2 separate regions of the Mus musculus genome follow, and region 1 is linked to region 2. Evidence: chromatin contacts called from public Hi-C data. All regions are on one chromosome and are shown on one strand. Each heading gives the region's core, a stretch centred on a gene start, on an enhancer-like site or on the middle of the called end of the contact. The rest is flanking DNA. Distances are from core to core; before and after follow the strand shown. Region 1 overlaps Cmya5 (cardiomyopathy associated 5). Region 2 has its middle 5.1 kb from the start of Thbs4.

The links. Hi-C and Micro-C count contacts between places; a contact is called where the count stands out from the background.
Region 1: a contact with region 2 is called in a Hi-C map of cortical neurons, with 2.6 times the contacts expected there. The contact joins two enhancer-like sites. A contact is called at or near these places in 1 of 39 promoter capture datasets (pre-B cells), 1 of 484 Hi-C or Micro-C datasets (cortical neurons) and 1 of 115 datasets of contacts at active chromatin or transcription factors (neural progenitor cells).

Annotation. Positions count from the first base shown.
Region 1 is chr13:93,061,850-93,064,840 of GRCm38.p6, forward strand. Cmya5 (cardiomyopathy associated 5) reads right to left here. Exons shown (of 13, transcript NM_023821.3): 9 at 1,594-1,741. It overlaps Gm31745 (a long non-coding RNA gene), which reads left to right. Exons shown (of 4, transcript XR_382755.4): 3 at 1,371-1,507. Among named protein-coding and RNA genes, the nearest start is that of Gm31745, 4.4 kb to the left of the region's middle. Within about 2 kb of position 1,697, at least 18 of the 459 cell types and tissues checked have an H3K27ac peak or open chromatin away from gene starts, as enhancers often do. A contact at or near this core is called in cortical neurons, where this site is marked.
Region 2 is chr13:92,798,467-92,801,430 of GRCm38.p6, forward strand. No RefSeq gene overlaps it. Among named protein-coding and RNA genes, the nearest start is that of Thbs4, 5.1 kb to the left of the region's middle. Within about 2 kb of position 1,390, at least 5 of the 459 cell types and tissues checked have an H3K27ac peak or open chromatin away from gene starts, as enhancers often do. A contact at or near this core is called in cortical neurons, where this site is marked.

The sequences.
Region 1 (2,991 bases), core at 447-2,946, 260 kb after region 2:
ATCACAATACCGGAGTTCCTTATTTCTGTGCTGACCAGAGCTTACCTCTCAAATGTTGGCTGACTCCTGGGAACCTTTTCTGGAAATTGGCTAGCACAATTGCCAAAGGAAGGCTTCCCTCTTAAAGCCTTGCATTTGGGTGGCATATTGCAATGTCAAACATCTTTCCTGTCCCTGATTTCATGTGATCCTCACAAGCCCAAAAGGTAGCAGACTAGAGTCTCCCATCCCTGTCATTGATCTGTGTCAGGGATTGGCAAACGGAAACCCATTGAGATAGATGAAGCATGAGAGGACTGCAACCAGGGTTAAGCAGCTCAGGGAGAGTAGCCAACAGGAACCCAGGGTAGAACCAGGGCCAGCATCAGGCCCTGGATCTCAGGCAGTGCTCTGTCAGACTATCCTGAGATCACAGCATGCTTTTCTGAGCTCTCAGACTGACACACATTGGTGGCTTTACATAGCAACCAACCAAACAACATTAATGATTCCTGAAGCTTACCTCCCAGCAGTCAGAAGATACACAGACAGGCTGCTGTGTTTGTATATTTACTGCATTTTCAGTTCTGCAGAAGTGCCTGCATCCCACCCTTCCTCATATTCCCAAACCCAATACACTGTCTGATCATTACTTAGCAACACCTGTCTTCAACCTGAAAGAAACTATAATTATTGTTCAGTCATATGAAACCTTATATCATAACTAAATAAATAGCTGCTCGATCATGGTGCTAATCAAGAGCTTAAGTACACATTACTAAAAGGTTGTTTGATTTTATACCATTACTCCTAACTTCCTGACAAAATTGTTTATCTCAGTAAATGTGGCTAAAGAACAAAAAAAAATGAAAAGCAAAACCAAAAATATCTTCTATCAAAATTAAAATATCAGTTAGTAAGTAGTAATTAGTACTCTAAATATTTATCATGGTATATGAAGGGGCTTTCTATAGCCATGACATCAGAAGGTAAGGAAATACCACCTCATAGATGAGTTAATATTTAACAACTGCCTAGAGGATATGTGGTCCTTCCTTGATAAATTTTAGCTTTATCATTTTAGTGAGGGAGCCTCAGATTCCCTTTACACTAGAAGAATCTCTATATTCTTCATGTTCTTGGAGAAGCAGGTCTGTCTCTGTGATAATATATGTGTCATTAGCTCCTTTATGTTGCTAATATATGGTGGAGACAATCAGATTTACATTACACATACGCTCACTATTAGTTTCCTGAGTTAGGTGGTACCTATTCTGACAGAGCTAGTAAAAATGGCACAGAATGTGCATAAATCCTGACTAATGATTCAAGTTAAATATACTTCAAAGAATGTTCTATTTTATTAAAATTTGCATACATTTCTCTTACAGGGGAGTTATTATTCTGCATTGCAGCATGCGCTCGTTCTATTATAGACGCAGAGTTCATTGATGAATGGTGATGGCACTGCAAATCAAGTCAACAGCTTAATTAGCTCAGCGGGACTCAAGGATGCTTTTCTTGCTGGGTAAGCATAAGCTCAGATAGATAGCCGGGGTGGGGCCTGGAGCATGGATTCTGGGCTCCCGGCAGCCTCACTGTGGAAGGCCTTACCTCAGGCCCTCGCCCTCAGGAGAGTGCTGTCTGCAGTACTCCAGAGTGTAGGTCTCGGTGGCCTCCGGGTTGGCAGGCCGCCATCTGACAGTGGCAGTGTTCCAACACACAGTACAGTCTTCTACATGAATCACAGCTGTGGACGGTGCTGACCGAGATAGAGACAAGTTAGTCACAGACCAGGGGCAACTCTCAGAAGATTACTTAAGTATGTCTTTATTTTTAATTTTTGTATCAAAAAAAATTGAGCTAAAAACTCAAAGGAGATTTAAAAAACAAAAAAAAACAAAAAACAAAAAAAAAAAAACAAACAAAAAAAACAAAAACCAAACAACCCTCCACACACACATATAGCTAAAAGTATCTCACCTTCTTCTGCACTACAAACTGTCAGGTTCTCTCCCATCCCCTAACAGTCCCCCAAAATTTGATTTTAATGAGACCCAGAGTGTTTGTGTTATATAACTACTATATAAACAAATACAAATATTCTTTCCCTTCTCCTTTTACCTGAAAGGTAGACATAATCTTGTCCCCAGTATATGGTCAGTAAAGATTTGGGTGAAAGAATCGTCTGCCTCTGTGTTTTAAGTTATTAAGACAGGGTCTTATGTAGCCTAGGTTGCCTTGGAACTTGCTACGAACCTTGAACTCCTCCCTCTGCCTCCCAAATGCTGGGCTGGGAGTCTATGTATGGGCCACCATGCAGGGCCAAATGCTTGCTTTTAAAGGCAGGGAGAAGGATAAAGGACCAATGGGCAGGAATAAGCTACTTCCTGCCTGAGGTGGCTGCAGTGATCTTAAAGGCAAGACAGCCTTTGCTATATGTCTCAGAGCGCTTGGCAAAAAGATTTCACCATGAGAGTATATTCCCAGTCGAAGACCATGGCTGAAACCAGTCTGGGTTTTCTCACGTCTATGTAAGGAAGTCTAGTCCTAGTTTGCAATTATACCTTACATGCTAAGCCTTTTAAAAATGGTGTCTTTCCTTATTGTCAAGCTTAAGGAATACGGAAGCTCTTCCAGTGCCTCATACCCCAGTGGATACTTCATGTCTGCTCAAGTTTTCTTTAAGAGGAATCTGCTCTAGGCCAGCTTATCTTTTAAAGCAGTGGTTTTCAACCTTCCTAATGCTGTGACCCTTTAATACAGTTTTGTGGTTGACCCCCAACCATAAAATTATTTTCGTTGCTACTTCATAACTGTAACTTTGCTACTGGTATGAATCATAATGTAAATATATGATCTGTGAGCCTTTGGATTTGACCTCCAAAGGGGTCACCACCCACAGGTTGAGAACTGCTGATGTAACGCAGTCTGTGCAGTTCTCAGCTCTAGGGAGCCATTCCTGGGTCTGCCTGCCCTTCCCCTGTCTGTCTTGGCGTTCTCTTGTGTGTT
Region 2 (2,964 bases), core at 140-2,639:
TGGAATTCAAAAGCTACTGCACAGCCAAGGAAGCAACCACTGGAGTGAAGAGACAGATTAAAAAGCGGGGAGAAATGTTTGCCAACTGCACATCACCAAGGGGTTAATAGCAAAGACGTAAAGGTAACTCCAATAACTAAACAGATTCTCTCTCTCTTCCTCTTCCTCTCTCTCTGTCTCTCTCTGTCTCTTTCTCTGTCTCTCTCTCTGCCTCTCTCTCTGTCTCTCTCTCTGTCTCTCTCTCTCTCTCTCTCTCTCTGTCTCTCTCTCTCACACACACATACACACACCATCATCATCATCATCACCACCACCACCACCATCATCATCATCCAGTCGATAAATGAGCCAATGAGTTGAACAGACAACTTGAAAAAAGCAACATAATTGACCCATAGATAATGAAAAAGCATTTAATATTCTTACTCATCACAGAAATGGAAATTAAAATGTCTTTAGCTTCCATCTCACTTTAGTCAGAATCAATATCATCACGAAAACCTTATGCTTCTGAGGGTGTGGGAAGGAGGAGCCCTATGCTCTCTTTGCTGCCACATGTTCACAACAGCAAGAATGGAACCAGAGTAGACATCTGCCAACAGCTGAATAAATAAACGAGCTACATATACACAATGGAATCTTACTCATCTCTAAAGAAAAGTAAAACAATGAAATTCAGGAAAATGAATTTCACTGGAAATCATTATGTTAAAAAAAGAAGAAGCAGCTGGGCTTGGAAAGAAAAATAGTATGTTTTGTCCTACATGTGGTACCTGGATTTAAAATTTTTGCATGTGTGTGCATATGTGTGTGCGTGTGCGTGTGTGTGTGTGTGTGTGTGTGTGAGTGAGTAAATCTCTGGTTGCACTTACACTGAGTTTTATCCTGTTATTTTAATAGCATCTGAATTTATTGGTTTAATTTTCCCAACATCAGGCTCTGAGCCCCTGAGAATCATCTTACTGGCTTTTGAAAGCACCGATGCAGTGTCCCGCACTTAATGATGATAGGTCCCTGCTTTGACTTCTCTGCCTGCATGCTGTAGCCTTGGATAACAGCTGTGGTGGTGCCAGTGAGTTCATAGAACGTGCAGTTGTTTAGAGAAATGGCTGCCTGCTCAATCGGCCTTTAGCCAAAGTACTGCAATCGTGTCTAAAGGCTGCTGCTGTGGATGTGTTCACTTGCATCAACACCTACCTTGCTAGCCTTGAAGAGGAGGCGTGTATGCAATGACATGATCGTAGGCCAAGCTAGCAGAGATCTGCTGAGCCCTGACTCAGATAGGAGAAGAGGTCAGGCAAGGTCAAGGCAGCCCCACATGTGAGTGATGGGCACTCACCTTTATCAGTCATTGATGGTGAGGTGAGTAGGTAGTTTGTTATGCTGAGTTGTCATGGCAATGGATCACTGGTGTACTCTTTTTTTTTCCTTTCCCACAGTATGCTATAATGAGCAACATGACTCAGTTTTTGATGTTTGCTGACAACTTTCAACTCTATAACTTCTCTTTCATTTAGTCCATTATCTAGGCAAAGATGTAAAAAAGTGACTTACCCTCCACTGTGTGCACAGGCCCAGGTGTGGGAATCAGTCGCTCTCCACATCACCAAAGAACTCCACAGACGCTCTCCTTGCTACATGCTCTTGGGTCACTTCACGTCACTCTTCCTGAAAGCCTAAAGGCAATCAGTAACCATTTCCATCACACCCTGCAGAGCATGGGTGCTAGGGGGCGGGGCAGGGACTGGGATTGTGTGGGCCATGCTCAATCTGCTGTAGGGTGCCTACTATGTGACAATTGGGAACCTCAGCAGATTTATTGTGTACACACAGGAGGAGGAATTATCTGATCTCAGTAGGAGTGCTCGCTAGGAGCATATTCTCAGGTCTGTAAGCATCACGGAGGAGGATGGTGTGGTTAATGGTTTCTGTACTTGCTGTCAGCATTTGCATGTGGACCAGAGGAAGGCTTTGTCAATTCCCTTGGATTTGAGGCACTGGGGTCTTGTCAAAAACATACGTTTGCTCAGGACTTTCTCTGCCCCTCACACATCTCAACCAATGCTGTGTGGCATCAGCATTGACCGTGACATCCACACAGGGGACGAGAGCAACCAGGATTCTCCTATGGGGAAGCTACAACACTTCTTCAGAAGTAGGAAGATTACTATGTATCACTATTTGACAAAGCTAAGTAGATGCTTTATACATATTTGTTTATTGATATATGTTACTGCTACGTATGTCAGATTTCTACTTGAATTCTCCAATGGATTATAAATGGGAAGTATTAACAGAAAATGGAAAAGCTAATATGGTTTATATTCTGCTACGTGACGACATTTGTATCAGAGTGCTGAGGGTATGTGCATGCAGAACTCTTATTTAGTTGAATGTTAATAATAAAGGAGGGGACTTGATGAGGTGACGGGAAAATAGCTTTTCTAGAAACTATTTAGCACACATAATGGTCCAGGAAATGAAGAAGGGGTTTTTTGATTAGTACTCAATTAAACATAGATTTTTTTTTACCCCAAAATTTAGCAAATGCTTTGTTATAGCAATTAAGCACGGAAGATTAGGGAAACATGGAAAGAAGAGTGTAAAAATCACTCATTTTCATCCTCGCTGGGGGTCTCAGTGGACTCTGCACAAAAGCTTGTCATTAAGCTTCCTTAATATGCTTTACTAAATTGTGTGTACAATGCCTTAGAAAAACAGCCTGAGATGCCACTGTGAGTGCATCCACTCAGCTAATAAATATGCTCGCTGAGCTCTCGAAGCCCAGAGAGTTTTGACAACCAGCATTTCTTAAATTAGTTCTCTCTTTTATTAGGGCCACCATTAATCCATCCACATGTGAGCTCTGCAGTACGGATGATAATTATAACAGTGGTGTCGGGAAAGCCCAAGTCCAGTGCCAGGATTCCAAATACATTGTTAAGAAACGTGGCAGGGAGTGTC